Regions from separate parts of the Hordeum vulgare genome. Here region 2 is linked to region 1. The links are chromatin contacts, called in public Hi-C maps. All regions are on one chromosome and are shown on one strand. The core of a region is the stretch at or near the end of the contact, and the rest is flanking DNA. Distances in the headings are between cores, read along the strand shown.

Region 1 (3,943 bases), core at 682-3,181:
CCGCCGGGCTACACCGTATGGCTCACGGTAGACCAAACACCGCTCCTCCTCTTGTCCCGTCCACCCAGCACGTACTCCAAAACGATGCCCTCAGGAGGGAAACGACATCGAAGATGCCATCATCGTCCGACCGGTAGATCCAGGTCTAAGGTTTCCCTCGGAGCATCACGAGTGTGGTGCCACGACCTGCAACAACGATGCCATGGGCTGGTAACGACGTCCTAGACGCCGCCATCGTCCGCCATGACCGAGGTCGGCGCGGTTTTCACCGGAAGTCGCGACCCCCCGATCTCGTGGCTGGATGGAACCGAGGGAGGCACGTCATGTAGACGAAGACCGCCGTCGGCATGCCGGCAGGGGCCTCCAGCCGCCCCACACCGATCCTCCTCGCGCCACCGGCCAAAGAAGTCCAAGCCGTGACGGATCTGGGCAGGAAACGCCAGATCCGCAGTCCCTCGATGACCACCCTTGCGCGCAGCCGCTGCTCTCGCCGGATGGAGCGCCTCCGCCGCCATCGAACCTGACCACGGCCGGCCATGGGGCCACGAACGCCGCCGCACATCAGGTCCGCCGCCCTGACCGCCGCCCCTGTCTTCCCCGCGCGCGACTGCCCCTCCGCCTCGCTGGGGCTCCGCGGCACCACCTCCATGAAGTTGTTGTAGAAGTACTTGTCGTTTGAAGGCACCACCTCCATGAAGTTGTTGTAGAAGTACTTGTCGTTTGAATCCACCACATTAGCTTCAAAGTATCAAAGCAAGGAAAAATTATCAACACTTAGACTATGACGTTTGGAAAACACTCATCGAGTGTGCTATCCGCCATGGATGGTAATGGTACCTGCTACCTGGGCGGTGGACAAACAAGGGGATATTGGGTTGGGGGGTGGCGGTGGTCGCCTAGTGCCTGGTGGAGTGGCGGAGGTCCGGCATGGACTGAACGGGCAACCGAGGTGGTACAACGACGGCGGCGGCCTGGGAAGTGTTGTGAGCATCTGTGCTAAGACTACTGTTGCACGTCAAGAAATATTCACGTTGTAGGCTAAGACTACTGTTACTCATATATACTTTGCGTTATTTTAGGCAAGTACTACTGTTTGATGTTGAAGTATTTTCAATTTGATCGAACTTATATAAAAAATCAACATTCACAATACCTAATTAATATAAATAAAAAATATAATTTTATATTTTTTTCGTTTTAAAATAAGTGTCTCAACTTTATACTAGCTATAGTATAAAATTATACTAAGCTTAAGATATTTATTTTAAGACAGAGGAAGTATTATACTCCATATATTTAATATTATGCTGTAGATGTTAATACTTTTTAATATAAAATTGATCAAAGTTTATAAAATCTAAACATTTATCTTATATGCGGAGTAGAAAAGAGAGTATAACTGTATAAGTTACGTACACATTTAAGGTTTAGGTTAGTTGGAACGCGATCAAGGTGGCCGAATCATTAGTTGGTCAAACTTTGGTTAGAGTGAAGAGATCGTTATTTCCATATCTCTTCACTCTACTGTGGCATATTTTTTCTATACTATTTAGGCCCTGTTTTTTTAAAACGTCCTAAGACTTTTTTTAGTCCCAACTAAAAAGTCTCTAGTCCCTATTCATTTCTTTTCAAGGACTAAACATGGACTAGAGGTCATTAAATGACATGCAAAAAGACTATGTTACCTTTAGTAATATATTATAGGTTATTAAATGACATGCTAAAAGTGGGGGCACTGTTGGGAAAAGTGTCAAAAAAGTCTCAAAAAGTTCCTCCCACAGAAACTTTTTCCTTTAGTCTCAAATACCGTCTTTAGTCCCTAAAAGTCTTTCATGTTTCTTTCACATGAGATTAAAAGAGAACATGAGATTAAAAGAGACTTTTTTAGTCCCTACACAAAAAGAAACACCCCTTATATCCATGTGCATGCTGGGGCCTGCCGTGCCTTCATCAGCTACAGCTCAGTGGACTCCTGGAGCAAAATGGACTTCACAACGCCGCTACTCTTCCTCTGCTTCGTCCTCCTCTTCAAGCTCATCATCGGCCGCTACACATCACCGACCCACGGGCAGCAGCTGCCCCCGGGCCCATGGAAGCTGCCGCTCGTCGGCAGCCTGCACCACCTCCTGCTGTCGCGCTCTGGGGGCCTGCCCCACCGGGCCATGCGCGACCTCTCCCGCGCCCACGGCCCGCTCATGCTCCTCCGGCTCGGCGCCGTGCCCACGCTCGTCGTCTCCTCCGCCGAGGCCGCCAGGGAGGTGATGAGGACCCACGACGCCGCCTTCGCCAGCCGCCACCTCAGCGCCACGCTCGGCATCATCACCTGCGGCGGCAAGGGCATCCTCTTCTCCCCCTACGACGACCGCTGGCGCGAGCTCCGCAGGGTCTGCGTGCACGAGCTCTTCAGCCAGCGCCGCGTGCTCTCCTTCCGCCCCGCCCGGGAGGACGAGGTCGCGCGCCTACTGCGCGCCGTCTCCGACGGGTGCCGCGATGGCCAAGCCGTCAACCTCAGTGAAGAGGTGTGCCGCATGACCAACGACACCGTGGTTCGCGCGGCCATCGGCGGGAGGTGCCACCACCGCGACGAGTTCTTGCGCGAGCTCGACGAGGCCGTGCGCCTCACCGGCGGCATCAACCTCGCCGACCTGTACCCATCGTCGCGGCTCGTGCGCAGGCTCAGCGTCGCTGCGCGGGACATGGGCAGGTGCCAGAAGAACATCTACCGCATCGTGCAGAGCATCATAAGAGAACGCGCCGGCTCGCCGGCGCCTGAGAGAGATGAGGACCTGCTCGGCGTCCTCCTCAGGCTGCAGAAGGACGGCGGCCTGCAGTTTGAGCTCACCACCGAGATCGTCACAGCCGTCATTCTGGTAACATATTATGATCATTCCTCTCAACCATCCTTTATACTAGTATATAGTACTGTTTTGAAAATTCTGTACTACATCAGTTGATGATCAGTGTGTTAATTAGATTTGATACAGATCGGTGACTCTACTATTTGTCCCATTCCAAAATAATTAAAGTTCTGAATTTGTCACATGTCAAACTAGTGTAAGTTTGGAAAACATATTAACATCCACAACACCAAATTAGTCTATTCAGATATTTTATGAAATATATTGCCTTAAGAGATATGTATTTAGTGTTCTAGATCTTAGCACAAATTTCTATATAATTATATAAGACAAGCTTGACTTAAGACCAACCTAGAACTTTAATTTCTTTGGGACAGAGGAGGTAATTTTTTATTTAGTTTGACAACAGTGATTGTGTGTAACAATAACATCGAATGATAAGCAACTGTAGGACATTTTTTCTGCTGGGAGCGAGACATCGTCGACAACCATGGAATGGGCCATGTCGGAGCTTATGAGAAACCCACGGGTGCTACATAAGGTGCAGTCGGAGGTGAGAGAGGCCTTCAAGGGGCAAGATAAGCTCACCGAGGAAGACGTCGTCAAGGTGAGACTGGGCTATCTCCACCTTGTGATCAAGGAGGTCCTGAGGCTGCACCCGCCGGCGCCGTTCCTGCTCCCACGGGAGTGTCGCGAGGCATGTCGGGTGATGGGCTACGACGTGCCCAAGGGCACCAAGGTGGTCGTGAACGTGTGGGCGATGGGGAGGGACGACATGTACTGGGGTGACGCGGAGGCGTTCAGGCCAGAGAGATTTGAGAACAGCGCCGTCGACTTCAAGGGCACCGACTTCGAGTTCCTCCCGTTTGGAGCTGGCCGGAGGATGTGCCCCGGCGTGTCGCTCGCCATGGCCAACATGGAGCTGGCGCTCGCTGGTCTCCTTTTCCACTTCGATTGGGAGCTGCCCTGTGGCGCGAGGCCACAAGATATGGACATGGCGGAGACTTTCGGTATCACGGTGAGGAGGAAGTCCAAGCTCTGGTTGCACGCAGAATCCCACGTCCCATGTGGAAACGGATTTCTTT
Region 2 (3,943 bases), core at 714-3,213, 150 kb before region 1:
CTCCATTGCAGCGACCAAAACCGCATCCGCTTCTGCCCGCATTTTGTTTGTTTGGGTTCGCTAAACTGACAGGTGCACCCAACGCGAGCGACCCATTTGAAACAAACAAGTCATTTTCTTTTGCAAAAAAACAACAACAAGAGCTACCAGTAGGGGGCTTATACGGTCGTCGGCTAGGACGAATGCCGGATGCCTCCCCGCCTCCGCGTGCGTGCATGAGCTTCGGCAGGAACACACGTTCCCGACGGGGATGAGCTCCTGCGAGGATGGGAGCGTCTAGCCACTATGCAGCCTCCGCCCGCGGGAACGAGAGCCGGCAAGGACGAGCTCCTACAGGGGTGTCCATGTTCGCGTGACGGGCGTTGCGGGGACGAGCTCCTACGGGGATGGGTGTCGGTGTCAAAACTAGTTGATCTCGAGTAGGGGGTACGAACTGTGGATCTAGGGTCGATGGGTAAAAAGAGACGTAGAAGATGGTGTTTTACCCAGGTCCGGGCCCTTTTGATGGAGGTAAAACCCTACGTCTTGTTCTTATTGGTATTGATGGAGTAGTGCAAAGTGCAAAGTTGATCTAGTTTGAGATCGGATGTTATGGTCTAAACCCTAATCACAATGAGCTAAATGTGTCCTACAAGCTATGCCCCCTTGGCTTATATAGATACCAGGGATGCTAGGGTTACACAAAGTTGGTTACAATAGGGAAGGAATATGCCGATCACTACGTCGCCTTGAATTGTACGCCAAGTGTTCTCAAGAGTCTATCTAGATTCCGATACTTCTAATGGCGGTCGAACAGGCCCAGGGGTCCGGCCCATGAGAGTAGGAAGACGGATCGAGGACCCTCTAATCCCGGATTACCTCAATGGGTGCCTCCGACCACTTGCCCTCACGGGGATCTAGCTGAGCGACACCTGCCTTCATGCAGATTTTCTCGAGTGAGCGCTGTCGCGCCGCCATAGGCCACCGGAAGGAGCGTCCCGCGGCTCTTCCTCGGCTGGCTCGTGGGGGTGGGTTGGCTGGTGGGCGAGGGTGGGAAGAGAAAAGAAGGATATACTCTCTCTATTCCTAAATATAAATCATTTTAAATGTTTCACTAGAGGACTACATATAGATGTATATATAGACATATACTTTAAAGTATAGATTTGCTTACTTTATTTCATATGTAATCCTCTAATAAAATCTTTAAAAGACTTATATTTATAATCGGAGGGAGTAGATGGGATGTGAAAGGTGGATGAGAGATGAGCCAGTCTCGACACAAACGAACGAGGAGGACCCAAAAAACGTTCGGTTTATGTTTGTTTCGCTTTAAATTTGATCCAAATTTAAGATGAAATGGATCACAACGGACATAAATGGGACGGAGAATGAAAATGAGTGCTTGTACTGGGCACTGTTTTTTATTTGCGCGAACATAGACTGACGCTGCCGGACCAAATGTGTTGGTGCGTGGGAGTTGTTATTAGCCCGGTTCAAAATTCCATCGGCACGGTATCTATTGACGATTTTTCACCCTATATCTACGGAGGGTTTCTGTATGCGGGTACAGGCCACAGGGCCGCTGCCACGGCAGGGAGTCCGTATCGCCGCAGGCAGGATACCGGCCGCCGGACTCCTCGCCGTCGCGTCCACCGTCCACGGCCCGGCGACCGAGAAAGCCGCACCATATCATCTCGGCTTTGGCTCTTCTCTCCTCTCCCCCGTGATCCCGTCTGCACCGTTGCCTGCACAGCTGCACTGCATGCATGGCTGTGTGATGCATGGTGATGGTGATTGGCACGCAGATGCACAGCATGGAACTGGACCCCATGCAGCAGATTCGATGCATGCAGCTGAAGCATACATGTCTTGGCTCGTTCGGCTGATGGGGTGGAAAACCCGACGGCCCCCGCCTCCGCCCCCGCGCCGGACGTGACTGATTGCGACCGCGGTGGTCGTTTCGGTTCATGGCCGCTGATGATCGGCTTGCTGCTCCGGGGCCCAGCTCAGAGCTGCCGCCGATCGGTGCCTCGACTCGGGCTGCTCCGTGAGTAGATACTTCCTCCGTCCGGTCCAGCAAAGAGTGTACATTTTGCTTTAAAATTTGTATACAGTTATCTTTTCAATGCATTTTGAAATAACAAAATAACAGTTCAGTAATGGCAAAGAGAAAAAAGAAGAACAAAGAGAAATGACCGGGCCTCCCACGCGGTTGGACCGTCCCACCTGGGCTCTCCCTTACACAAGGCTTGCCCTGTGCTTGCTTAAAGCTATGCCTGTATATAGCTCGGGCCGGTTAAAACAAACCCGATGCTAAAATCCCAGGCCTGAGGCTGGCCCGGCCCATCATTGGGCCTAAATATGGGGCCCAAACCCGGTCTGACCCCAAACAAGCCTGACAAGGCACGACCGGCCTGCTCTGAATGTGGCTTAAATTTGTTTTGGCATACACCCGATCCCAACCTGAACAGAACGTCGGGCTGAACTTCACGACTCGAGCCTGACCCGATGGCAAAAATAGGCCCAGCCCAACCCAGAATCTTTGGGCCGGGGCGGATCAGGCCGTTCAGGCCGAGCTATTTATGGCCGAGTATACTTATAGCACCCACCGCTTCGCGTAGGTTAGGCTCGGCCAGTGGTTTTTGGTTTAAGGTTCTAGAACCTTTCCAAACCTGGTTTTTTCTATGTTTTTCTTTTTCCTTTCCCAAATCACAAACATTTTCTGAGATCTTGGAAAGTTTTCTCAAATTGGCTAACAAATTCTCAAATCCATCAACGTCTTTCAAAATTATTTTTTTGTTCTTTGAATTATAACCTTTTCATAAAAAAAATTATTTATAAAGTTGAAATTTTTTCATCATATTCAAAAATCTTTGTTAAATTCGAAATATGATTTTGAATCCAAATTTTCCCATCTTATTCAAAAAAAATCGTCAAATTCAGAATCTGTTCTTGAAATCAAACTTTGTTCATCTAGTTCAAAAAAAATGTTCGTCGATTTTAACATTTGTTCGTCAATTTTGAAAAAGTTCATTTAATTTAATTGTTTTTCACGAGATATATAAAGTGTTCATAAAATATTAATTTTTTCTTCCTCTCAGAAACTTTCCATCGAAAATTTAAAATATGTTCATGCTTTCAGAAAACGTGAAGTTGAATTCGTGAGAATATTTTGAATTTCTTTTTTTTTTGCAAATCCCAAAATTTTTAAAGAAGCGAAAGACAAAATAAAGGAAACCAAATAAATATAAACGAAAAAACTGGGGAGCCCCGTCCCGCACCTGGCCCGACTGCCTTCTTATCCGTCGCGCAGGCTGTTGTATAGAGCATTTACTATTTGGAGCTGCAGTGTTGGTTAGCGTCCATATTGTTAACAGGCGCTTGCAGCGTTCGTAATTGGACCTGTCATATATATTCAACTGGAAGGCAGCTTTCTCCAGTTTTGTGAAGCCTCTAAAAGCTTTCTACCGTTCTTTTGTTTAGGTTTTTTAAGGACTGGCTTTTGTTCGTTTTTATATTTTTCTTTTTGTTTGTTTCTTTTCTTTACTCTTTGACCTTTTCTTTTCCATTTCCTTTTTATTTTTTAGAAAAAGCACAACTATTTTAAAATTGGATCAACCATTTTTCAAACAATAAACTTTTTTCAAAAATTCATTGAACTTTTCTGCATATCGATGAACTTCTTTTGTATTTCGATGAACTTTTGAAAAATTGATGCTTTTTCCTCTGAAAATTCAGAATATTTTCCAAAATTGATGAACTTTTTAAAGATTTGTGAGCGTTTCCCAGTTCAATGAACTTTTTGAATTATCCATGAGCATTTTTTAAAATTTATGAACTTTTCTCTGAAAATTGATGAACCTATTCTGAATCGATGAACTTTTTAAAGGTTTGTGAACATTTTTTAATTCAATGAACTTTTTTGAATTTCAATGAAAATTTGAAAATGGGATAATTATTT

Evidence for each region. Hi-C and Micro-C count contacts between places; a contact is called where the count stands out from the background.
Region 2: a Hi-C map of seedling shows a contact between it and region 1, with 4 times the contacts expected there. The contact joins the enhancer-like site here to the promoter of LOC123395633 in region 1. A contact is called at or near these places in 3 of 6 Hi-C or Micro-C datasets (leaf and seedling) and 1 of 1 datasets of contacts at active chromatin or transcription factors (embryo).

The regions. Positions count from the first base shown.
Region 1 is chr5H:41,631,878-41,635,820 of MorexV3_pseudomolecules_assembly, reverse strand. LOC123395633 (zealexin A1 synthase-like) reads left to right here and starts at 1,931. Exons shown (of 2, transcript XM_045090659.1): 1 at 1,931-2,870; 2 at 3,310-3,943. The coding sequence starts at 1,983.
Region 2 is chr5H:41,782,936-41,786,878 of MorexV3_pseudomolecules_assembly, reverse strand. No RefSeq gene overlaps it. Among protein-coding and RNA genes, the nearest start is that of LOC123396363, 41 kb to the left of the region's middle. Within about 2 kb of position 1,963, at least 3 of the 3 cell types and tissues checked have open chromatin away from gene starts, as enhancers often do. A contact at or near this core is called in leaf and seedling, where this site is marked.